Linked DNA regions of Mus musculus: regions 2, 3, 4, 5, 6 and 7 are each linked to region 1. The links are chromatin contacts, called in public HiChIP or PLAC-seq, Micro-C and promoter capture Hi-C maps. All regions are on one chromosome and are shown on one strand. Each heading gives the region's core, a stretch centred on a gene start, on an enhancer-like site or on the middle of the called end of the contact. The rest is flanking DNA. Distances are from core to core; before and after follow the strand shown. Region 1 holds the start of Flcn (folliculin). Region 2 holds the start of Wnt9a (wingless-type MMTV integration site family, member 9A). Region 3 overlaps Tom1l2 (target of myb1-like 2 (chicken)). Region 4 overlaps Rai1 (retinoic acid induced 1). Region 5 holds the start of Snap47 (synaptosomal-associated protein, 47). Region 6 holds the start of Zkscan17 (zinc finger with KRAB and SCAN domains 17). Region 7 holds the start of Rai1 (retinoic acid induced 1).

The links. Promoter capture Hi-C pulls out the DNA fragments that hold promoters and counts their contacts. Hi-C and Micro-C count contacts between places; a contact is called where the count stands out from the background. HiChIP or PLAC-seq counts read pairs in DNA pulled down with a chosen protein or histone mark. Capture Hi-C pulls out chosen DNA fragments and counts their contacts.
Region 2: a contact with region 1 is called in a Micro-C map of embryonic stem cells, with 3 times the contacts expected there. The contact joins the promoter of Wnt9a here to the promoter of Flcn in region 1. A contact is called at or near these places in 5 of 39 promoter capture datasets (cranial neural crest, hippocampal neurons, liver and 2 more), 1 of 484 Hi-C or Micro-C datasets (embryonic stem cells), 2 of 115 datasets of contacts at active chromatin or transcription factors (extraembryonic endoderm stem cells and large pre-B cells) and 1 of 9 other capture datasets (macrophages).
Region 3: an H3K4me3 HiChIP or PLAC-seq map of pro-B cells shows a contact between it and region 1, with 6 times the contacts expected there. The contact joins the enhancer-like site here to the promoter of Flcn in region 1. A contact is called at or near these places in 5 of 115 datasets of contacts at active chromatin or transcription factors (bone marrow-derived macrophages, embryonic stem cells, large pre-B cells and 2 more) and 1 of 9 other capture datasets (adipose tissue).
Region 4: a contact with region 1 is called in a FOXA1 HiChIP or PLAC-seq map of pancreatic cancer cells. The contact joins the enhancer-like site here to the promoter of Flcn in region 1. A contact is called at or near these places in 2 of 39 promoter capture datasets (both in embryonic stem cells), 2 of 484 Hi-C or Micro-C datasets (both in embryonic stem cells) and 4 of 115 datasets of contacts at active chromatin or transcription factors (embryonic stem cells, extraembryonic endoderm stem cells and pancreatic cancer cells).
Region 5: a promoter capture Hi-C map of embryonic stem cells shows a contact between it and region 1. The contact joins the promoter of Snap47 here to the promoter of Flcn in region 1. A contact is called at or near these places in 11 of 39 promoter capture datasets (the 3T3-L1 cell line, 3T3-L1-derived adipocytes, the HPC-7 cell line and 8 more).
Region 6: a contact with region 1 is called in an H3K27ac HiChIP or PLAC-seq map of extraembryonic endoderm stem cells. The contact joins the promoter of Zkscan17 here to the promoter of Flcn in region 1. A contact is called at or near these places in 3 of 39 promoter capture datasets (the SN4741 cell line, embryonic stem cells and macrophages), 7 of 484 Hi-C or Micro-C datasets (bone marrow-derived macrophages, embryonic stem cells, forebrain and 3 more), 13 of 115 datasets of contacts at active chromatin or transcription factors (acute myeloid leukemia, cardiomyocytes, embryonic hindbrain and 8 more) and 2 of 9 other capture datasets (macrophages and pancreatic islet).
Region 7: a promoter capture Hi-C map of liver shows a contact between it and region 1. The contact joins the promoter of Rai1 here to the promoter of Flcn in region 1. A contact is called at or near these places in 9 of 39 promoter capture datasets (the C10 cell line, erythroid cells, frontonasal cranial neural crest and 5 more), 2 of 484 Hi-C or Micro-C datasets (CD8 T cells and embryonic stem cells), 7 of 115 datasets of contacts at active chromatin or transcription factors (effector CD8 T cells, embryonic stem cells, extraembryonic endoderm stem cells and 3 more) and 1 of 9 other capture datasets (liver).

What each region holds. Positions count from the first base shown.
Region 1 is chr11:59,808,586-59,811,755 of GRCm38.p6, reverse strand. Flcn (folliculin) reads left to right here and starts at 1,717. Exons shown (of 13, transcript NM_146018.2): 1 at 1,717-2,096. It overlaps Gm16062 (predicted gene 16062), which reads right to left and starts at 1,676. Exons shown (of 2, transcript NR_045686.1): 1 at 1,495-1,676.
Region 2 is chr11:59,305,276-59,308,445 of GRCm38.p6, reverse strand. Wnt9a (wingless-type MMTV integration site family, member 9A) reads right to left here and starts at 1,516. Exons shown (of 4, transcript NM_139298.2): 1 at 1,379-1,516. The coding sequence starts at 1,473.
Region 3 is chr11:60,304,185-60,307,354 of GRCm38.p6, reverse strand. All of the region lies in intron 1 of Tom1l2 (target of myb1-like 2 (chicken)), which reads left to right. Among named protein-coding and RNA genes, the nearest start is that of Gm38501, 47 kb to the right of the region's middle. Within about 2 kb of position 1,539, at least 95 of the 459 cell types and tissues checked have an H3K27ac peak or open chromatin away from gene starts, as enhancers often do. A contact at or near this core is called in adipose tissue, bone marrow-derived macrophages and pro-B cells, where this site is marked.
Region 4 is chr11:60,177,123-60,180,292 of GRCm38.p6, reverse strand. The region is part of intron 2 of Rai1 (retinoic acid induced 1); the gene reads right to left. Among named protein-coding and RNA genes, the nearest start is that of Mir6921, 22 kb to the left of the region's middle. Within about 2 kb of position 1,587, at least 17 of the 459 cell types and tissues checked have an H3K27ac peak or open chromatin away from gene starts, as enhancers often do. A contact at or near this core is called in pancreatic cancer cells, where this site is marked.
Region 5 is chr11:59,448,489-59,451,658 of GRCm38.p6, reverse strand. Snap47 (synaptosomal-associated protein, 47) reads left to right here and starts at 1,625. Exons shown (of 5, transcript NM_144521.3): 1 at 1,625-1,744. Jmjd4 (jumonji domain containing 4) reads right to left here and starts at 1,614. Exons shown (of 6, transcript NM_178659.6): 1 at 1,147-1,614; 2 at 819-984. The coding sequence starts at 1,414.
Region 6 is chr11:59,505,096-59,508,265 of GRCm38.p6, reverse strand. Zkscan17 (zinc finger with KRAB and SCAN domains 17) reads left to right here and starts at 1,626. Exons shown (of 10, transcript NM_172941.4): 1 at 1,626-2,102; 2 at 2,304-2,438. It overlaps 4933439C10Rik (RIKEN cDNA 4933439C10 gene), which reads right to left and starts at 2,613. Exons shown (of 5, transcript NR_015585.3): 1 at 1,380-2,613; 2 at 954-1,075; 3 at 328-435.
Region 7 is chr11:60,103,543-60,106,712 of GRCm38.p6, reverse strand. Rai1 (retinoic acid induced 1) reads right to left here and starts at 1,700. Exons shown (of 6, transcript NM_009021.2): 1 at 1,319-1,700.

The DNA.
Region 1 (3,170 bases), core at 468-2,967:
TCCTGTGGGGAGCTTGCTTCAGCGAGCCTCTGGGACTGGATCGGTAGGAGCAGGCAAAGGGACTCATTACCCCCTCAGCCTGCGAGGCTTCTCAATGACTGCAGAAAGGAATCCTGGTAGCCTGCCTCAGCCTTAGAGACCTGGGGGAGCCAGTGGGGAGCTGCACACTCCTGCTGTCCCCTCACTGACCTCCAGACTCTCTCTGTAGTGACTGCTTTTGGTTGGCTGCCCAAATCCTCTGGTCGCAATACAGGATCCTGGTTCTCAGAGCCATAGTCAGAGCTGACCTGGTTCTTCCTAACATCGCTGTGGGGAGTTGCAACTGGTTTCACTTATATCCTGAGTGGCAGTCTGCTTAAAGCTGTTTTATCCTGCTTAAGTTTGTTAACCCCTAGTTGTCAGGTATCTGCTTTCTTCTTCTGCTGTCTGCTTGCTCTAGTCTTGGAGAAGGGTAGGGAAGAGCCTCGTGGAGGACAGGAGATGACTCACAGTATCAGGAATAATCGGATTGGTAAAAATAAACACACACAAGACAATACCTAACACCATAACTCCACCCTGCACTCCTTAATCTTTACCAGGCAGTAAACAAAGTTATAGAACACAAGTTTGCATATTTTTTTTCCTCCTGCTCCCTCTTCCAACAAAACACGAAAGCTGAAATAGAGAGAAAGGAATCCGATCCCCGTGATTTGAAAAACAAACAGATACCAACTCATCAACTTCTACTCATCTGAAGCTTCCCACTTCCGGATAACCACATTCTGGGCGTCCTCGTGTACACAGCGGAGGCTGGCAGCGCTGGCCGCTGTGTACAGCTGGCAGCGTTAGTTACAGGCTCAAGCCCAGAGCTCTGTTCTCATCTGTCTTCAAGGGCCCATGGTATGCACTAATAGCTTTAAAATTCATTTAAAAAAAGATGTATTTTTTTTTATTATTTTTAAAATGTGAGTACACTGTCACTCTCTTCATGCACACCAGAAGAGAGCATTGGATCCCATTATAGATGGTTGTGAGCCACCATGTGGTTGTTTGGAATTGAACTCAGGACCTCTGGAAGAGCAGTTAATGCTCTTAACCGCTGAACCATCTCTCCAGCCCTTAAAATCCTTTTTTTTTCTTTTCTTTCTTTCTTTTTGGTTTTACAGGGTTTCTCTGTGTAGCCCTGGCTGTCCTGGAACTCATTCTTTAGACCAGGCTGGCCTGGAATTCAGAAATCCATCCGCCTGCCTCTGCCTCCCAAGTGCTGGGATTAAAGGCGTGCGCCACCACTGACCGGCTTAAAATTAATTTTTAAGTAGCTAAATAATATTCCATCCCTCATCCCCAAACGGGAAATCAAACCCAGGGCTTAGAGAAAACAACCCCACAATCCACGAACTGTTTTGAAAGCTAGTTTGCAAAGATAGGGCCGGCTCAGGGCAAGACTGAGCCGTGCACATGCGTGGTCCTGCTTCGCTCTGTACCCTCCTCCCTCCCAGGACCTGTCCGTACCTTCCACTTCTCTCGAAGGGGAGACGGTTTCTCTGATCTGCAACTTTACAGGCAGGGAGTGGAGTCCCAAGAACTCCCAGAATCCAGAGGAAATTTTCCGCAAATCTTTCCTCTTCGGTAGGGACAGGGCATGGACTGACTAATTCTCTCTGACTTTTTTGAAATGTCAGTTTTGACGTCACCCCTGCAGAATGGCTTCTCTCGGCGGCCGGAACCATCTACGCTTTTCCGCGGGGCGACTTGCCGCGCCGAGGGGCGCGCGTGGCCGAGGGGCTTGGATTCCTTGCCTGGAGGAGCATTACGTGACACAGCAAGGCTCCGCACATCCTAGTCGCCTGCGGGGGACGCAACGCTGCTCGCTCCGGCTAGTCACTGGCGTTGCCTGCCCTCTGCCGGCCTGCGGATGGTTCGGTCCGGCTGGGTCACGCGCTAAGGCTCAGTGCAAGGGCCTGCGGAACGGGCTAGCACTTGCCGAGGGGCAGAACAGTGGCGACAGCCCCAGGACAGTTGCGAGCGGGTTCCGGCCCAGCATCCGGGAGACGGCGGCAAGCGCCCCAGCTGGGTTGGTGTTGGGCCATAGGGCTGAATGGAAAGCGCGGATGGTAAACACCTGGGAGAGGGAGGTGGCAGGTTCCACCCCCCGTTTGGGGTAATTGCTTTAGTTTGACTGAATACTGTTGGGGACGTCGCCCTGCCAGTCAACCTCCGTTTTCTAGCAGGATGGCCGTCTGAGGACAGGGCAGGCAAGACACCTCATTTCTCTCCACTCTTAACAGGGTAACTCGTCCTCATGCGTTGGAAGAAATGGTTAGCCCTGGGATTAGCCAGTGGATCGCCGTTGAGGTCACAAGTGGCCCATAACAGTAGGGGGCCAGGAGGACCTACTGCAAGTATAGGGTGAATTTCCATTTCTCGGGGGTGGGGGTGGGGAAGCCTGGTACCACCCATGGTGTCCGGCAGAGAGAAAGACTACAGCTAGTGTATTGCTGGCAGTGCCGAGCTATCATAGTTGTCATTAAACAGTAGAGAGGACATGGCACGTGACAGTGTTTGCTCTGCTAGTGTCAAGTGACTGGGTGCTCTTTAAAGGAAGTCCTGCTGAAGTTGGCAGTAGTAGAGAGGGGAGTGGTTCTAAGTTGGAGATAAAGTTCCCTGCTGAGTTTCTTACCCACTCTATACTAGCTAGTGTAGTAGGGGGATCAGTGAGTTTCCTGTGGGAGACAGTTACAGCTCCTGCTGACTTCCGTGGAGATCCTTGTAACCCCTTGTTTGCCTACAAGGCACTCTTAGTGGCCTGGTGCTGTGAGAAGACAAGAAATAGAGATGAGGAAAAACTAGGGCACACCAGGGAAGGATGGTGTGGGTCTCGTTTGCCAGGCTTGTGGTTCAGACAGCGGGAGCAAATCTCGTACATGCACAGCCTGCCTCTCAAAGTATGACGCTGAGGAGACTGTCTTCAGCTCGAAAGGTTACTAGGAAAGGGTGGTTAGGCACACTCCCAGAAGCCGGCTCCTGTGGTAGAAGAATGTGGTAGACATTGGGATTGGGAGAGTAACAGAAGACCTAGGCTCCTTCCTCACCGGAATTCAGACGCCATATGCAATCCCGTCAGAGAAGCCTGTTGCCCAGTGCCCAGGAGGATTTCCAGAGGATAAGTGACAGTTGGTGTTACGGGC
Region 2 (3,170 bases), core at 267-2,766, 500 kb after region 1:
GCAAAGTGGCCGCTCACGCAAGCCCAGGGCGTGTCAGATGCCTGACTGGGCCAGAAGAGAGGAAGGCACAGCTGGCTGATGGGCTGCTGTGACTCACCGCGGACCTGTGGCCAGACGGCCATCCTCAGCCCTCCCTCTTGCCCGCGGGTGAGGCTTAGGGCTGCACAGATGGCGTGCAGGGGCGTGCCAGGCCAAGGCCCAGGGGTCGGACCAGGGGAGCCAGGGTGGGGAGACCCTGGGAACCGAGACATGGAACTGACCCTGGAAGACAACCCAGAAGAAATGGACAGACGGAGGAGAAAGGAGGAGAAAGAAAAACACAAAGGGAAAATTTCCCATGAAAATATTTTATTTTCTTTGAGAACAGGATACACCTGCAGGGTTCCTCAGCCCAGCCGCCTCTCCCTGCCCTGGCGGGTGCCAGATTCCTAGACCAACGGGGCCCTCTGCCGGCCACACCGCTGCGAGCGGCCACTGAAGCCAGGGGCGAGGGAACAGGTGACCGGCGAAGGGCGGCGGCCCAAGACGCAGTCCAGATCACCCAGGACCAGGGTTGCGACCCGAGGGGCTAACCCAGGTCTCCCAGAGGGGGAAAGAAGGGTGATAAGCAGGGAGGGCAGAGAAAGCTGGGGCGCTGCCATGCGTGGTGCCACCCAGGACCTTGGAGAACTCAAAGTGCAGTGGGTGTCCCTCTAAAGATCGCTGGGTTCAGGCATCCCAAACCTGGGAAAGCGAGTAGAGAGGGAGGGACGAAAGGAACCAAAGGTGAAGAGACGCGCCCAAGAACGCGGCAAAACTGCTAACGCATAGACAGGCGAGTGCGGGCGGCGACCCCGCGGGACAGCGGCGGCGTTTACCCCCCGGGGTCAGGTCTCCCAGACGTGTTCCCGAGGGCCGAGGTCGGGGCCAGGCTCGGGCGAGCGCCAGAAAAAAGCGCAAGAAAAATAAATTTCTCCAGCTTGGAGGGTTTTTTTTCTCCCCTTTGGGGCTCAGTGCAAGGAACATCTGGATTTTGTACGTGTTTTTTTGTTGTTGTTAAATTAACTTTTCCAGGAGAGAAGGGGGGTAGTGGGCAGGGGCCAGGGAGGCTCCAGCCTTTTGGCAGGAACACCGCGGCCTAAGGCGGCGGCGGCGACTCGGGAGTCACCGTGGACCGCGGCCCCGCGCAAGCCCGTCGGGGACACCGGCCCCTCTACCTCTAGGGCGCACGGCGGGCAACGACCTGCGGACCGAGAGGCGCGCTCGCTGCCAACTAACGACTCCAAGCCACCCGTGTACCCCGCCGAGCACCTGGCGAGTGCTACCCCGGGCTCGATGCCCCCGTCCGGCCCCGCCGCCCTCGCCCGCCCTCGCGCGGCCGCCCGCCGCGGGCACCTACCCGAAGTAGGCGGCCGAAGGGCGCAGCGCGGCGAGCAGCAGCGTCAGCCCGAAGGCCGCGGCCAGCCAGCGCGCCAGAAGGGACCCATCCAGCATCTTGCCGCGCCGCGGCGGCAGACCATCGCGCTCCGGGCTCCGCGCAGGGCGCGCCGCGACCGCCGCCCTCTTATAGCGTCCGCAGCCGCGGCCGCGGGGCGGGGCGCCGGCCAGCTGGGCTCGGCCCGCCCGCGCCCCGGAGGAGGGGTCACGCCGGCGCCGGGGGCGGGCCGAAATCCGAGCTGCGCGCCCGCCGCCGCCGCCGCGGCCGCCGAGCTGCTCGGCTCGCGGGGCGGGCCTGGGGCGCGCTGTGGGGAGGGCTGGGCACGTGGCGCGGTGGGAACCCCGGTCGAGTAACGGAGCCAGAAGGAGCGATGGGGCGGGACTGAGAGACAGAGCAGGGTTAGACCCCGGGGCTAGGTGTCTGCAGCCAGGACACAAGTGCGAGCTCCGGGGTGTCTCCTGACAGTTAGGGACCGGGTGTTGGCCGCCGGGAAAGACATCCAAGAGCCGAGAAACTTGGACGACTGTGCTTGAGGGGATAGTGACTGGGTGGCTTGGGAGCGACGTTAGCCACTGGATTACAGAGCGGGAGCGTGGGGGGACGCGAATCCACTCGCGGGCCAATGTTGCCAAGAGGGAGCCACTGCTGAAAGTTGGGGTGCTGTAGCTGGAGGAATGGAAAGGCGACCTCTCCAAGGGAGACCAAAAAGGCATTTCTGCAGAGCCGGTGCTGTGGCCGACTTGGACCTGAGGATGGGACAATATGGTCCTCAGGGACTTCTGGACTACTAGCTGCAGATATCACTGACACTCAGGGACCTCATACCCCAAACAGGGTGGAAGATGAAGGGGACCGCTGGCCAGGATGGTGACTGGTCTGTGTGAAAGCCCAGAGCTGTGACTCATCTTCGTGGACTGAATTGTCTATAAGTCAAACCTTAACTAACACGCAGAGAAACACAATTGCCCAGGGCACCCAATAGACTGCTTAAGAGTCCCCTGACATTGGGGGAGGGGCGGCTTATTCAGGGACCATTCAAAGTGCTGGAGAATAGGACCGAGTGATTGGATCCTGACACATGCCCACCGCGTGTCAACCTTCCGTGCTGGAGACGCACTTTCTGTGCAAGACAGTGACACACACACACACACACACACCAGAGCCAAGCTAACAAAACCCAGGGACCTCCAACACTAGCGTGCCTCCCTGACCTGGGCTTACAGGGGCAAGCTCCACACCCTGGAAGGCAAACCTCCTTACCAGCCACCGCCTTCTCAACTTAGAGGGGCTGATTCTGGATGGGAGACCTCCAAGTCTGAGGGTTTTGAGCTCCTCTGGGAGGCTGAGTTGTCTAGCCGTGCACAGCAACTGCTCAGCCACCTGTCACGGCTCCAAAGGAAAGCAGAGGAGGAAATGAGTGAAAAAAAAAAAATCACATCAGCCTCCGCACTGGTCAGAGCCAAGCAGGTTACTCCTGTGGGTGTGGACCACCCAAGTGAATATACCCTGTCCTGACTGAAAAGCTTCCATATGTGGTGGGTGTGTGGCTGAGTGAGGGGTCGGGAGAGCCCATCACTTCCTCTCCGAGCCTTGGTTTCCCCATCAGAGGCCCATTTAACTACACGGTCAGGGGGACTCGTATCGCTCCCCATTGCTGGGAACCCACCTACACCCCACATCGCCATCCAATGGTGCTTCTGCATCAAAATGAACCCAGAAGGCAGCTCCAGCCATGGCAGCATGGGGGTGGTGT
Region 3 (3,170 bases), core at 290-2,789, 500 kb before region 1:
GCCATCATAGTCAGCAGCCTTGCCGTGCTGTCCTACATACATAATCACACACTTGCTTTGGCTGCAGCCCTTTTTTGCTGTATAATTGTACACAAAGGCCAGATGTGAGCTATGGCGTAGAGGTGGATGAACTGACCCACCAAAGGCCTTCTAAAAACTATCCTGTTATTCTTGATGACTAGATAGCATTAGTAATTAAAAAAATTCTCTGTGTGTAAATAAAATAAAATGGGTGCTGGAGTGATGGCTCCCAGAGGTCCTGGGTCTGATTCCCAGAATCAACAGAGCAGCTCACAGCTCTATGTAACTCAGTTCCAGTGGATTCGATACCCTCTTCTGGCCTCCTTGGGTACTGCATGCGCATGCTACACAGACATCTGAGTAGGGAAAAATCCATACACATAAAATAATAAAATAAAATTTAAAATTACGGATATATCTTAAAATGAAAGTTTTATCTCTTTTGAGATGAAGTTTTATTACCTTTCCTAGTTCGTCTCTGGTTCTTTGCTCAAATAATCTTCCTACCTGGGATCCCTATAGCTAAGCTTACAGATGCCTGTGTATCGATCAAAGAAATCGTCTTTTTGTTAGAAATTGCCCCTCCTCATACACCCAAACCAAAACAGATGACTGGAGAGATGGCTCAGGGTTGAGAGTGTTCATTGTTCTTCCAGGGGACCTAGGTTCTGTCCCTAGCACTCACATGGCAGCTCACAACCGTCTGTGACCCAGGGGACCCAGTACTCCTTTTCTGGCCTCCATGGGCACCAGGCATGCACATGGTACACATACATACAGTAGTTATATATACATACACATAAAAATAAAATAAAATAATCTTTTTTTTTCTTAAGTAAAAGAAAGAGCCAGGCGTAAGTTGCCTGTTTTAGCCTAAGGTTTTAGAGGTTGTGGGGTTGCCTTCCCGGGGGGGTGGGAGGAGGGCGTTTCGTCTGCACAGGTTTCGTCTGCACAGGTATACCTTTCACATGTTAAACTCTGTGAACTATTTTTTATTTCCACGCACAGCTGCCTGCTCTGGCTTCACCACTTCCCTGTCCCTGACTCAGTCGTCATCCGCACAGTGACCCTTGTGTTCTAGGTAGGGGGTCAGTCACCTTGTGGGTGATGCTGTTGTCCCCATCAGCCTCATGTTTTTGGGCCCAGGGCACATCCCTGGGTTTTGATTTCTAAAACGAGCTGATAATTTCCCACATCCCATTATTGTCTCCCATCTGCAGCCAGCCCTCCGTGAGGTGTGGCTGTAACAACAGGTTAAGTTTTCTAGAGAAGGGAAAGAAGATCAGAGTAAATATTCATGAGTTACTTCGAATTGCAGCTGCACTGAGCTGAACTCTCAAGGCATGTAGAAACCTCTGTGTAAGTTTGCCAGTAATTCCCAAAAAGCTGCTTAAGGGGGCACCAGAATCTCCTGAAGAGTTTCTTTAAAATGTGCACGAAGCCAGGATTGATGGAGAGGGCGCACCATAGAGAATGTAGCCTTTCTCTGTAATGAAAGTGAAACTGCTCAGCAGGTACCCAGTTACTGTTCCTCATTTATTCCATACCGCCCTAGTTTTCTTTCTACTGCAGAGACCACAGAGGAAGGCTACTTACTGGCTTGCTTCCTCTGGCTTGCTCAGCTGTTCTTTTTATATGTAGCACTGCCCTAGTGGGCTGGGCCCTCTCATATTAATTAGCAATCAAGAAAATGTCCCAGAGACGTGTACCACAGAATGCCCACAGGTCAGTTGTGATGGGGGCAACCTCAGTTAAGACTCCTTCAACCCAGGTGGCTCTAGTGTGTGTCAGGCCCTAACCAGTGCACTGATAGAACCTTGGTTCTGTTTGGAGTGGCTTTGCCCAGCTAAGATACTACCTTCTCTGGCTCCCTTGTAGCTAGGAGTGGCCACCTATAAACTCTGGCCTGTAAGCTGAAGACTCCTAGGGGAGCACTCCTTCATAAGTGGACACTCCCCAGCCTTTGTACCCTCTCCCTTCCTGTTTCATGGGCTTTCAGGTAGCAGCCACTGTCTTGTAACCTCAAGTAGATGATGACAGTCACATAGTTCTCAAGTCACTGTACCTTCATGCTACCTGCTTCAAGATTTCTTCTTGTTCCACGAGAAAAATAAACCCCCATCTGCTTAAGCAAATGTTGGTTTTTAATTGCTTGCAGCTGAATGCAATCATAACTGATAAGGTAATGTTTTAATATTTTACAAGGGAGAAATATATTTACATATTGTGTAATTAAAAATGAAAAATAATTTAAATCCCCACAGATTTCTGTGCCCCACATCAGATGCACTGAAATAGAATCTTTGGGCTCAGGATGCACATATCTACATTTTAAACAAACTCTGCAGGCGATTCTGGTATACAAGGAAATGGCAGAATCATTTTCATCCTTGTTAATATTGTGAGTCCCATTTTACAGATGAGATACTGAATCAAGGGAATAAAGCTCCATGCCTATATCCAGGTCAATGCACACATACGTGTGTATGCTTGGAGTAAAGGGCTTAGGGTGAAACCCAGGGTCCTGGGATGCCAGGCATGCATGCTGCTACTGAGGTGCACCCCTTGTGCCCAGTATCCCAGTAACCCCTAAGTGAGGTTTGACTCTGGACCTATCTTGTTCCAAAATATATACCTCCTCACTTCCTTACCCAAGGAAACCTAGCTGCTCAGCATAGTCAAACCGTTTCTGAAGGGATCCTCTAAAGTGGAAGGTCCTGTCTCCGTATAATAGGCTGCTAGCACTGTCCAGGGACCGCATCACTGCCCTGGCTGACCTGGGAATGAGTGCTGCCTGTTCTCATGAGTTCTTGGTTTTCCTTTCTACTTTTGAAACAAAAATGTATTGAAATTTCATTTTCTCCATAGGTTTTCTTGGGTTAGAAATGACTTAGAAATGATTATAAGTCTTATCCAGGTAAGGTAAGTAGGGTAATTGTAGTCTTTAAAAGTGTAGAAAGCATAGAGCCCGTAATTAGTACGCACAGTGTTCATATTAGACCTGACCGGCCATTGAGGAGTGATAGATTTTTAATTAATTAATTAAATCTTGTTTCTCTGTGTAGTCCTGGCTGTCCTGGAACTCACTCTGTAGACCTGGCTGGCCTTGAACTTTCTCCTGCTTCTGCCTTCCCAGTGTTGGGGTTAAA
Region 4 (3,170 bases), core at 338-2,837, 370 kb before region 1:
GCTCTGTGCCCACCATCAGGGCTGTCTTCTCTGTAGCCACCTCAGCTGCTACTCTTCTTCATCGATCTCTTGTGGCTACTGTGGGCCATTTTATTGACCGCTCACTGTCTAAATAAGGAGAAACATAAAGGCCAACTACGAAGAAAGCAGGCCCCGTCCATCATGTCCAGCTCAGGCTAGCCTACCCTCACTGGTGCCACCCACGGGCAGGGTCTAAAGATCGGGGTCTGGCTAGAGGGAGCTCACAGGGGTTCCCAGGCTGCTTGGGTTGGTCCACACTCCAAGCCCCAGTAGTGCTATCCTTACAGAAAGCCGAACTCATCAGGACAGCTTGTCCTCTCCACTCCATGCTCCCAGAAGGACCAGGGCTTACCTTACTTGTTGAAGAAGCAGAAAAGAAGTGTCAAGCTAGTAGCAGGCTGTCTAAATGCCACTAGGCTTTTGACCTTGGGCAAGTCTTTCACCTCCATGGGCCTCAAGGCCTGTGCCAGTTGTCCCTTTTGCTAGGAAAACCATTCCCAGACACCCATGCAACTCTACTGTGTCCCTGTTATCATTGTATTTAAAATGACACCCCTTGTGCTTCCTTCTAGTTCTTCAAAGCACTTACCTTTTGGCCTCATTACCAGTCTCCTCTCGAATGAAAAAAGTTCCATAAGAGCAGGGATTTTTGCCTATTTTATTCATAGCCATGTCCCCATTGCCCAGAACAATAAATATTTATTAAATGAATCATGCTCCAAATGTCACATTAACCCTGTGAAACTAAATCCAGACTAAGAAGTCAGCTGATAAGATACAAGGTATTTGGGCGGACTGAGAGGCATAAACTAGGTAGGGCCACAGGTCTGCTTCATACATTAAACACAGACCTGTTCTTAAGGACGGACGAAGAGTCTACTTCGGAGGTCTGTAGTCAGATGGGGGTTGGAGGCAGCTGTACACACTGGTCCCAAGCAAAGTGGGGGGAGAAGGAGCCAGAGCAGGGCAGCCTTTGCTTTAAGAGGTTACAGGTCAGAAATGTACAGTAGGGATGTTTTTCATTTGCAAAAAATGTTACCAGGGCTGGCAAGATATAATGGCTTAGTGATCAACTTCCATCCCTGAAACCCACAGTAGGGAGCACTAGCTCCTGGAAGTTGTCCTTACACACACACACACACACACACACACACACACACACACACAGACCAAAAAAAAAAGTTAGCAACCAAGTCTCAAGGGTTTTTATTGTTGTTATTTAAAGCAGGGCAAAGTTCAAAAGGACCATCTGTGGGTTGTCACTTGACCATCAGCCCCAGGTGTCAAAGACTGACAAAGTGGACACACACACACCCATGCACTTTAGCTCTTAGCTTCTTGGGCTGGGGACTTGGGTATTCAATGCAACAAGGAGTACCTAGATGTTCTCTGGCTCCAGAGCAGCAGGCCTTGGTAGGTAGGTAGCATCATGGCCCAGGCAAACCCTGAAGTAAAAGGTGAGAGGCCTGGGTGCAGGAAAGAGCTCAAGAGCTAGAGGTAGGAGTGTGGCATGAGCTCAGCTTGTAGAGGTGGTGTAGGAGGTGCCCTGTAACATTCCACAAGAGATAGGTAAGGCCCCACCCCTCCCCCCTCCTGGGACCCCTGCCAAGCTCCCATGTGGGGTTCATGACAGCAGTAATTACATAATTAATGGTACAATGAGCTGCCTCCTAAGGATAAGAGCCTGAAGGTAGGGACTTCAGTGTTTGCTCTTAAGCTCCAAAGCCCTACTCTGGCCCCAGAGTTGCCCCTATAAAAATTGCTCTGATGGTGACCAAGTGGGACAGAGGGACACTACTGGCTTTGTGCTTATCACAGTATTTATTCTTTATCACAGCCTCAGAGGGTGAAGGCCACAGAGCAGTTTCATGAGTGGGTGAGGGAGTTGGTGGGCAGAACAAAAACTATCTAACTAGGACCTGCACTCTTTCCTGCAGCCTTTCCTGTTGGTGTCCACTGACTCTTGAGCCCAGCTTGGCTCAGCCAAGCGTCCAGGTGGAGAGCAAGCAGAGCGCAGAGCTGAGGCTCCAGGGGATGTGTGTAGCTTAAGTCGCAGTGAACTGCCAAGGCGTCGCTGAAGGCCACCCAGGGGCAGGAAGAGGGAAAATGATGAAGGAAGCAAGTGGCTGCCCTCTGGAAGCTTCCAGAACAAACTCCCTCCTACAGTGGCTACTGCCTACCTACCTACCGTGGTCCAGTTCTGAGTTTGGCTGCTAGAGCCAGTGGTCTGGGTACCCAGGTGCTTTCAAAGCAGCTCTTCCTGTGTGCTCATGGGGACTCTAGGTCTGCTCTCGCAGTGGTAGCAGCAGAGGGTCTCTGGCTCATCACAGACAGTCCTGTCTGCAACCTCCTCGGAAGACAGCTTGGCATGGAAAAGCAACCAGCCCCAGGAACTGGGCACATTCTCCCTCAACACTCCAATCCCAAACCCGAAGAAATCAATGAAAATCCAGAGAGAGAGTCAGTAAGTTGTCCACCAGGCTCAGCAGTTACGTGCCCCAAATGCCTCTCTGTCACACAGAAACAGAGAACATGGCTTTCCTACTGTATAGCCCAGCAGGGAAAGATCTTGCTGCTTCCAGGAGTCTGGGTAGAACCTCCCCTGCTGCCTGCCCCAAGGGCTTCTCACTGCAGCAAGCTGACAGCCCAGGAGGTGCAGCCCTGGCCCCTTCTCAGTGCGGGTTCCATATGGGGGAGCAGGGCACTGAAGCCCCTCCTGCACCCGCCCCCAGGGGAGGAAGCCGCCTGTCAGGCCGCCTCGGCGTGTCAAATCCTCTTGCTGCCTAATTGTGAGACGGCGGCGTTTAAAGAAACGCTTTTCTGGCCGCCTGCCACACCGCAAACTGCTTGGTATAATTTTATTATTAAGGAGAGAGAAAAAGAGAAGGGGCTGGAGGAGAGAGAAAGGGGAGAGCAGAGGAAATTGCTTCGTCCAAGTCAGCTGGTGGAGTATTCCGCTCAACGTGAAAGCGGGGACAGCTTTCCAGTTGGCAAGCTGACTCCGTTAATTGCGCATTCAGTCTCTACTTAGGGTAATTGGAACGGAGCGGGGCCTAGCTCTGACAATTAGGGTCTGCGACTAGGCCATTAACCCTTTCCGCAACCAGCCCCCGCCCCATCGACACCAGGCGGGGAAGGGCGCGGGCGAG
Region 5 (3,170 bases), core at 376-2,875, 360 kb after region 1:
GTATGTGTTTATATGCTCACAACCTTAGCATTCCCAGTTCCAAAAGGAAAACACAACAGTGTGCCTAAGTGCATGACTACCGTAGCTTAGCACAGCAACAGAGCACACTGTAAAGGTGTGATCATTTTAGTAGATCCGGGGGTTTAGATGGAGGTTATGGCTTCTTGACCCTGTCCATCATTGAGAGAGAAGGGTGGGAGATGAACAGACCATATATAGCTAGCCTGGGAAGACACCATAATTCAAATTTTGAAGTAGTTTCTACTGACTGCAATGCATTCTTGCTCCAGCAAGACGTCAAAAATCTCCTAAGTAAAGCTGTCACAAGATGCTGTGTGAGAAAAGTGGAAGCTGATAAGGGAGAGTATTGAATGTGTCTTTAAAGAGTAAAGGGGTTTCCAAAGTGGGACAAGAGTGGTTGCGGAAAGGTCACTTGTCCCTTTAGAGAGCTTAGAATGGCCCAGGGGATGGCAAGAATCCCCAGAGCAATCGTAGAAGGAACAAGCGTCCTCTCAGTGGGGTTGCAGAGAGGACAGCCCCAGAGGATCTGAGATACCAGCTCAAAAATACAGAAGAGGAAGGAGACACCAGGCCGCCTGTACCCATACAAGATGTACGAAAGACTTACCTTCCCCATAATAGTCTACCTGGCTCGCTATGTTGATCTCCCCACATCTTCGCATCAGTTCTGTGATACACATTAGAACTCTGCTGTAGAGGTAGCCCCTCTGAGTGCAGTGGGCGTGCTCCACCTGGACTGGCTGCACTAGCTGCTTAGGGTAAGTGCCCAATGGCCATGCGCCGTCCTGTCTTATTACCTGCACAGATGCCAGTCCTTGAGGTAGAGGCAGCCCCGCGAAGAGGAGTAACTCCCTTGGATGTAGTCCTTCCAGTAACTGATATAGTCGCGGAAGGACATGTGCTCCTTGGGGTTTGAATTGTATTCTCGCACTCCACAGTTGGCAACCGGTACAACCGCGTCTCCTGCAGCGAGAGAGTCAGCACAGAAATGGCAGAGTCATACACGTAGTTCACCATCTTGGGGTCCGGCCACCCTCTGGCCGAATTATCCAGACTCCACTAGTCTGTCCGGCCCCGGCCGCCCTCCCATGCCGGGGTCTATACCTCCCGTCTGCGCCCTCCTACCATACTTCTGCTGCAGATACTCGAAGTCAGGCTTTCCCTCCGAGGTCACCCAGCGCCGCCTGCTGCCCCAGCCCTCGGTGAAGGCGCTAGAAAACACGCAGGGCAGGTTAGGCAGCAGGAAGCCCTTCACGAAGTCAGCATAGGAGAAGGCGTTCGGGGTCTGAATGAAGGTCACGCCGCTGGGTGTGGGGCCGCCACCGCCGCTAGGGACTGGGTCTCGGAGGTCCCGGTAGTACCGCTCGGCAAAGGTGCGTGTCTCCCGATCCATCCACCGGGAAACCTGACCCCAGAGGCCCAGTCCGGCTTCTCGCTACACCCCAAATAGGGACCGGAGGCTGAGAAACCCCCTAAAATCAGCTCGGAGTGGTAACCACAGAGAAAGAGCCCGGAACGAAAAGCCACAGGTGCGACATTCCAGCAGGAACGCGGGCCTTGGGGCTCCCAGGGTGTGCGCGTGCGCGCCTACGCGGCCCCGCCCTCTCGCGCAGGCGTACAAGCGCTCGCCGAGTGGCTGACCTGCTCCCCAGCTGCTGGCGTCTCTGTCTGGTGGTCCAGTGGAGCGTGCCATTGCGTCTTCTGCGTGCTCCTCTTGCCTCAGGTGAGCTGCTACCGCGCAGCTAGCCAGTACCGGAGCCCGCCACCGACACAGGAGATGAACATCAGTCTCAAACCTCAAAGGATGACTGGGTCCTGAGAGGATGCTGGGGCGCAGAGCGGGCGGTCAGGATCCGCGGGGGGTGGGGCGGCGGGGTGGGGGTGGGGCGGCGGGTGGGGGTGGGGCGGCGGGGTTGGGCGGCGGGGTGGGGGGTGGGGGTGATGTTCCCGAGTGTCTTGGATAGATTGTGGAGGAACCTTTTAAAGGATTGTGATGTTTCCTTAGAAATAGAACGAGGAAAAATTAAAAGGAGAAAATGAGCTTTTTTGGGGGGCGGGGGGGGGGAGATGCTGAGGTTCAGGTAGAGAGGTATGTATGCATTGGGAAGAGGGGAAGGATAGAAACGAGGCGGAGGAGGGTTGTTTGGCCAAACTCGCCTGTTGTGGCCTTTATCGTGACGCTTGTCTGGAGCTGTGTTGCGGCTAGGTCATGGTAGAGATGACAGCTCATAGAGAAATTCAAGTGACGAGAAACATCGATGCCAGGACTCGTGGTGCACGCCTATAATCCCAGTATTGGGGATGCTGAAACGGAAAGGTTCCGAGGTTCTAAGCCAAAATGAACCACAAATCATGACTTAGCTCCAAAAGAAAAAAAGCCAGGTTACAATAACAACAACAATAAAACCCCAACGCACCCAGAATTCCATTCACGTGTAATCACTAACTCTGGTATTGAGCCAGTTTTTTCCAGGTATGCATGTGTTTATACATTTTATCCCTGTTACCCCCTCCCTCTCTTCCCTCTTTTCCTGCATTGGCAGCATGTTATATTTGGAAACACCATTTTAGATTTTTTAAAATCTCCTCCTACAATTGGCCTACAATTCTTAAAATTCCTGGACAGGTTGAGTTGATAAATGCCATTTTGCATGCTAATGAGTCCAACACCATCCAACAGCCAGTAGGGTAGATTCCAGATGGAATGGCTCACTGAAAGACCTGAGTAGGATCAGAGGGTGGGGACTTTGAACCCAGCCCTCAGCTTCTAGGGCTAAAGGTTGAGTGGGTCATCAGTGGTCAGTGTCTCATCAGTCATGTCCACAGCATCCCTAGAAGACCCATTCAGAGGATCCTATGTGCTTAGGGAGGTGAGGGCTGGTTCTTCTTAGAAGTTGGTGGTTTTCTGAGTAATACGAGCTTCTAGGGGAACTCCAAACCAAGGAGGACCTCTGGAACCCTGCTTTCTAGGTGCTGGCCATCAGAGTGGTACTACAACCTGGGCTTGCATCTGCACCAATGTAGGGACATCTTGGGAGACAGAACCCCACCCTTGGGACCTAATATGATCTTGAGGCAGACATTTGTCAGAGCTGAACTGAATTAAGGACATTCTTCCTCTGGTGTTCACTGATAAGGACCCTTTTAGG
Region 6 (3,170 bases), core at 377-2,876, 300 kb after region 1:
CCCCATCACCTCAACTCCTTCATTTCAAAGACCACCTTTGCCAGGATGCCTGACACACCTGACTCCTCAATACAGCATGGTAACAACTCTCAGGCTCTGCTCAGAACTCAGTCCTGAGGTTGCTGTTCTGATTCAGTTTCCCCGTGGCTCCACTGACCAGAGCTCTGCTCACTATTCGCCCTTCCGATGGTCAGTGGGGTGCACAGATGCGCCCAGGATCTGGATGGGAGTGGCAAACTGCAGCTGTCTTGCAGACTCTCAGTACATATTCCCTGAATAGCCTCACAATGAAGCAGACAGCATCAGTCTCCTGTATGAGGGAGGTACCTGAAGCACAGAGAGGTCACGCAGGCCTTAGATCACCTGACTGCGCCTTGATGGGTGTGATTTAACACAGGTGCTCCGATTCCAGTCTATTAGTCCCTATTCCAGGTTCTATGCAGAAGAAACACAGAAAGAAGGCATATTAGGAGTCATTGGCGGCTTCTGAACAGCGAGAGGGGACCTAAATCCTGAGAGTTGTGAGCTCAGGGGGAGAAACTAAAGGGAAAGTGTTTGTGGGGGGAGAAAAATCCCATGTATCAGCCACCTCCTGGCGCTGCATTTTACCTGCGTGAGGGCTCCAATAAGTGCGCCTCTGAGGAATCCAAGTATTGAGCAGCCACCAGGCAGGAGCCTAAACAGCAGCCCTTCGGGATACACAACTGGACTAATCACTAGGCTTGACTCCCCAACGGGGTCTTTGGTCATTCCAGGCTGTGCTTCCTGGCTGGTGTTTTTGAAAAGGGATTGGCATGGATTTGTAAGTCTAGGTGGCTCCTATTGCTCTCTGTGAGCCTTAAGTCCCAGCCTTGGGTGACCCTTGCTTGCTCAGCGTTCTTCTGCACTTGGGGAACAATCATCCACTTGACTCACCTCCTAATGTCCCAAAACCTCGACCCTTAACTCCATACCTACTAGTCGGAAGAGATTGTCCCAGTCCCAATTATTAGAAGGAAACGGAAGCACGAAGTCTGCCGGTGGTGGGGTGTCTCTATCAAACCACCTTCTTTAAGGGTGACTTCCTACCATGTACCTTCGAAAGAGAACCAGAAAGGGGAAAAAAAATCAGCACAGTAGCTCACTTCTAGGCAGATTTTTCTTTGCTTCCTCCCTTTGACAGTCCGGCTCCATTGTCCAGCCCGAGGGAACTGAGGGAGGATTTGGACTCTACTCAACACAGGGTAGATGAGGCAGGAATAGGTTCCAATGCCCTAGTTCTTGGTCACCTCTCACTCTCCGTGACTTAAGTCACTCTGTCCTGTGTTTATGCATTAAGCCAGCGACAAGCTCCCCAACTCATACTCTCAGGATTGGCAACCTTCTCTCTCCGTACTCACCAGGACTATCCTGGTGCTCAGAGGGACCCAGAGTGCTACAGTCTTCCTTAAACAGAGAAATCGTAGATCATCTCCATGCCACGAAGCCGCGGGCCGCTGCTTCGGCGAGCACCGTGGATCGCTGGGTCTGCATTTCTCCAGTCCTACCGATTTGGGTGGCTCTGGCAGCGTTGGCTTTGAAATGGAATTGCGGCTGGAAGGGATTGGGGCACAACAGCACACACGGGATGCAAATGGTCACTGGGAGATCCCCTTACACCTCATCCCTCCTCCTCCCAATTCTGGCATTTCGCCAGCGCCGCCAGACCAGCCCTTCCCTGCGCCCACACAAGAGGAGCAGAGAAGAGCAAAGCCCCAAGCCGGCCTCCCTGGCTGGTGGCCGCGCGAACTGGCCCCCAGCGCCCGGGTCCCGCCGGGGCGCGCGCGCGCATCCCGAGCCCGCTAGGAAGGCCCACAAAGCTAAAGCCCGGGCCCCGGGCCCAGGCCGGGAGAGCACGGAGCGGGGCGGGGCGGGGCGGTCCAGGCGGGCCGGGGGTGTCGGATGTCACCCCCCCGCGTACACCTCGGCCAGGAGGCGGGGAAGCGAACCACTGAGATGAGGAGACCTCCTCGGTCCTAGAGCGGTGCAGGAAGTGTCCCAGGGGAGGGAGCCGGAGGGCTCCGGCCTTTCCTTTCCGCGGCGGCCCGGCCTACGCGGCCCGCCAACCGGGACGCTGCGCAGCGGTGAGTATACTGTGGCCCGGCTTCCCATGCCCCGCTGTCTGAACCCGGAACCCGCTCCCCACTTCCCGCGCTCTGATCCCCAGCCCGCGCCTGGGTCCTGCTCCCTGTTCTCCTCTTCCCGCGTCCGGGCCCAGATCCCTGCTCCCAGAGCCGCGTCCTCATAGGTGCCCTCGGGGATGAAGCAATACAATTCTCTTCCAGGCGTCTCCCTTCGCTCCCAAGCCCAGCTGATGCATTCTAGAGGATCCCGAGACAGGGTTGGCCTGGCCAGGGACCGAGTCTGGCCCATGCATTGGAGCCGCCTCTGCCAAAACACCAGAGAGACCGAGCTGGAAGGTGAGGATCTGCTCGCCTGCTGTCCCGGGCTTCGAAGGAAAGAGCCAGCAAATCTGAAAGAGTGGAAGCGACAGAAACCCCATAGTTCTCCTGGCCTAAAACACCCTCCTCTTCCTCCTCCTCCTGCTCTTCATTCCTTCCCTGGGATCCTGCGCCTTCAATAACTGCTTTGGGCAAGCCCCGCCCCTGCGGGAGCCCTCCCCTCCCTAACGGTAGTTCATTCATAAAGCTTCCGCTCCCGAGGCTCCTGCGCGCCAGGTGCCAGAGTGACAAAGAGGCACACGCTTGTCTGGCCTAGGGCTCTTTGAGAGCAGTCCCCCAGCAGAACCGGGTGCTGAGGGTGGGACCCTGGACACACTATCCTAAGTGTAGACCTGAGCCATTCAGGGCCCAGCAGGTGGGAGACAGTGGGCGGAGGAAGCAGGAGAGAGCGGGCGGGGCCCGGATTGGGTTCTTAATACGGGAGTAAGACGTGAGAGTAGTCGAGGTTCACAGCCTGTTGCTTTCAGAAGCTCGCGTCGGGTGTCTGCCTTTACTTCGGCAATCAGAGGAATACAGAAAAGTTGAGGTTCCAGGTTGTTATTCGGTTGCTTGGTGGCTTTCTGGTATCGCTTGTCTTCCAGCAAAGTGGTGCTGCCCCGCTGGGAGTCTCTTCCAGGTGAGGGTGTAAAGGGCCAGGCAGTGAGCGGCCCTGCCTGGGCTTTTCCGGAATCCCGAGAGCCCAACTCGGTG
Region 7 (3,170 bases), core at 451-2,950, 290 kb before region 1:
TCTGGGCTCCCATCGCGCTGGCGCCTCCACATCACAGCTTGCCTGGCCCCACTCTCCACCCGCCTCCCCTCCCAGGGCAGCAGACAACTAAAAAAAGATAAAATAAAAAGAAGTAATTCCCCTGCTCTGACGTCAGCTCGAGGTCTTAACAGCCCAGCAGCCGCATGAAACTAGATTGCAACCAGATGTAATGCCCTTGAATTCTCAACACAGCACTGCCGTTGGAAAAGGGGGTGGGAGGGGGCGCGGGGCCCCGCTCGAACCGCGACACAAGCGCTGCGGGAGTGCGTGCGGTGGGGCTGGGACGCGCCGGCCTGGGCTCGCCGTGCAGGCACGCAGCCTCACGTCCCCAGTCCTTCGGAGCGTAAGACGCTCGGGTTTAATCCATTCAGAGTCCTCAGGTCCTGGGTTCCCGGGACGCAGGCACAGCTCCTGGCTGCACTCCCGCCCTGCTGTGTGAATGAGCGACCGGGAGCCCCAAGAGGAGCTAGCTAGCTGGTCGCTGGGAAAAACGGGCGCCCCGGGAAACTGGGGCCGCCGCGACCTGGAGCCTGCCTTGTGTTTCGCTTCCCCTCTGCTCCTCCTTGAAGGCCTCCAGTTGTGACCAGAGCTCCAAATGTCACCTCCCAGCCCTGCCAAGCCCTCGCCCCTGCCGCGCTCGGCCCAGTATCCCCCCCCCACAGGTCTTCTTGCCTCCAAAAGGCGTGGGACTCGGCCTCGAAAGGGCCCACGGGCCTGGCCGCCGCGCCGCTTTCGGAAGGGCACCAAGCTCGCGTGTCCCGGGCTCCAGCCGGTGGCGTCACCCCAAAAGGCCCGTGCGCCCAGGGCCTGGCCACGAAGGGACTCCTGGGTCGCGGGGACCGTTTCCTGGTCAGTGCGGGGCCTGCGCACAGGCCCAGGCGGGGACACGCGGCGACCGCCGCGTCCTGTGTCACCACGAGCGGCCCTCGCAGTCCGGACACCCGGGAGCAGGCTACACCCCGAGCCTCCGGCTCCCCGTCCCCACCCAGAACGCACTCACAAAGCTCCCTCGGGCCCTCGCTGCACCGCCCCACGTCCCCGCCCCACACTCGGTGACACTGGGCCTCAGGTCCCAGCACCGGCGCCCGGCGGGCCACCGACTCTCCAGAATCCCCTCATGCAGCTCCTACACGGCCACCAGCGGCCTCACGCCGGCGCCACACAAAGCCAGGCCGCGCGACCCCGCGTCCGCGCCCCACGCGCGCTCGGCCCCCGCCCGGACCCCTGCCCGCTGGGTCCCCACGCCTCGCGCCGCCCCCGCCCAGGTCCTTGTCCCCGCGCCGGGCTCCCCGCTCACCTCGGAGCCCGCGGTCACTCCGGGGCCCGGCGTCCGGCGCTGCGACTTCGCGGCCCGGAGGCCCGCGCGCCCATGGGTGTCCGGCACGACGGCCGCCCGGGCGGGAAAGAGGGTGGGCCGCGGGGCCCCTTCCTCGGACCTCGACAAGGCAGCCAGCTACCCTGGCCACCGCCGCCACCACCGCCACCACCGCCTGGCTCTGCAAGCGGCCTGTCCGAGCCCAGGCGCGAGCGGGGGTGGCACCGGGGCGCCGGGAGCCGGCGGCGCGCGTAGCGGGCCCTGACCGCGCACCCTGCCGGGCCTGCCTGATGCCCGCGGGAGCCCGAGAGAAATGCGATCCCCTCCACACAGGAAGAGCGGCGGGCGGGCGGGCGACGTGCGGGGGGAGCAGGAGAGCGAGAGCGCGAGGAAAAAAGTTCCCGGGCGGCCAGGCAGCTCTCGCTCGTGGCCTCGGGTGCCAGGTGGGCCGTTCGCGCCCCGACAGCGCCCCCTGGCGCCCGCGCGCCCCACTGCACGCCCCATGTCTGTCTGGGGGCAGGGGCTTGGCAGAGGGCCTGAAGGTGCAGCCCGGCGAGAAAGGCCTGGGGACAGCCACAGGACATGGTCTGCTCATCACTCGCTGAGGATTTTGGACTTAGACTTGGGCCAGGCCTCTCCCCGTCCCCCGCTCATTCCACCACCATGTGGCCCTCACCTGTGACTGTTTCTTTGGTTGGAGAATCCGTTTCAAATTTCCTCAAGTTAGATGTAAAAAATGTAGTCACGGCACATGTGGCACCTTGTTGGGTACCGAAGCAGTGCGGTTCCTGCCTGTCAAGGAGCTGGCATTGTGTAGGGGAGACTCAGACAGCCAACAATGATCAGGTCCATAACGAAGATAATTTTAGAGCGAAATAAGTGCTAGGAAGAAAATCAGCAGGTGCAGTGATGGATTTAGCTGCGAGTGAGAGAAGGCCTGTCTGAACAAATCGCTGAAGAGCAGGAAGGAGCCTGCACCAGCAGCGCATGGAAGAGCATTCTTTGAGAGGAAAAGACAAGTGTGGGTGCCCCGAGGCAGGAGTGCTCTTGATGAATAAGCACAAGTGTAAGGAGGCCATACATACCCAATGGGATAAGAAGTGGGCATGTTAGCCAGGCAGTGGTGGCACACGCCTTTAATCCCAGCACTTGGGAGGCAGAGGCAGGCGGATGTCTGAGTTCCAGGCCAGCCTGGTCTACAGAGTGAGTTCCAGGACAGCCAGGGCTACACTGAGAAACCCTGTCTCGGAAAACCAAAAAAAAAAAAAAAAAGCATGCTGAATTTTAATCCAAGGTCAGGGCCTGTAGGACTACAAAGAGCCTAAAGGCAGCCTCCTTAGTGCTGTGGGAAGTAAGCCACCAACAGATTTTAAGTAAAAGAATTTTGAATGGATTTGTAAATGAACCGATTAACTTATAGACAGCCCCATGAGCCGTGGCTACCCCAAGGCTTCTGCTCCCCTCCTCAGGGTGGCATGAGTTACCTGCTTCGTCGAAGTCTGAGCCATTCATCAGGTCAAAGCACCCAAGTCCCCAGGTGACTTGACACAAGTGAGTCAGTCACCCTTTCAGTCCTGTTTCTTCATCAGGAGTGTGAGCGTTGTGCTAAGTTCAGCACCTTTGTCTTCTTGTAACAGACACTTCACCCCTTCTGCCTCATCCTATACATCCTGACTGCTTCTCTCCTAGCCCACCACATCTATGAAGGTCCTTCACTTATACTGACAAAGCCGAGACCCACCCTAGGTCCTCCTTACTGCCTGGCGGGAAACACAAATTATAAGCGGAGAGGAGGGCAAGTGGGCACTGTGTTGTTTCAGGCCTGCTTTCAACT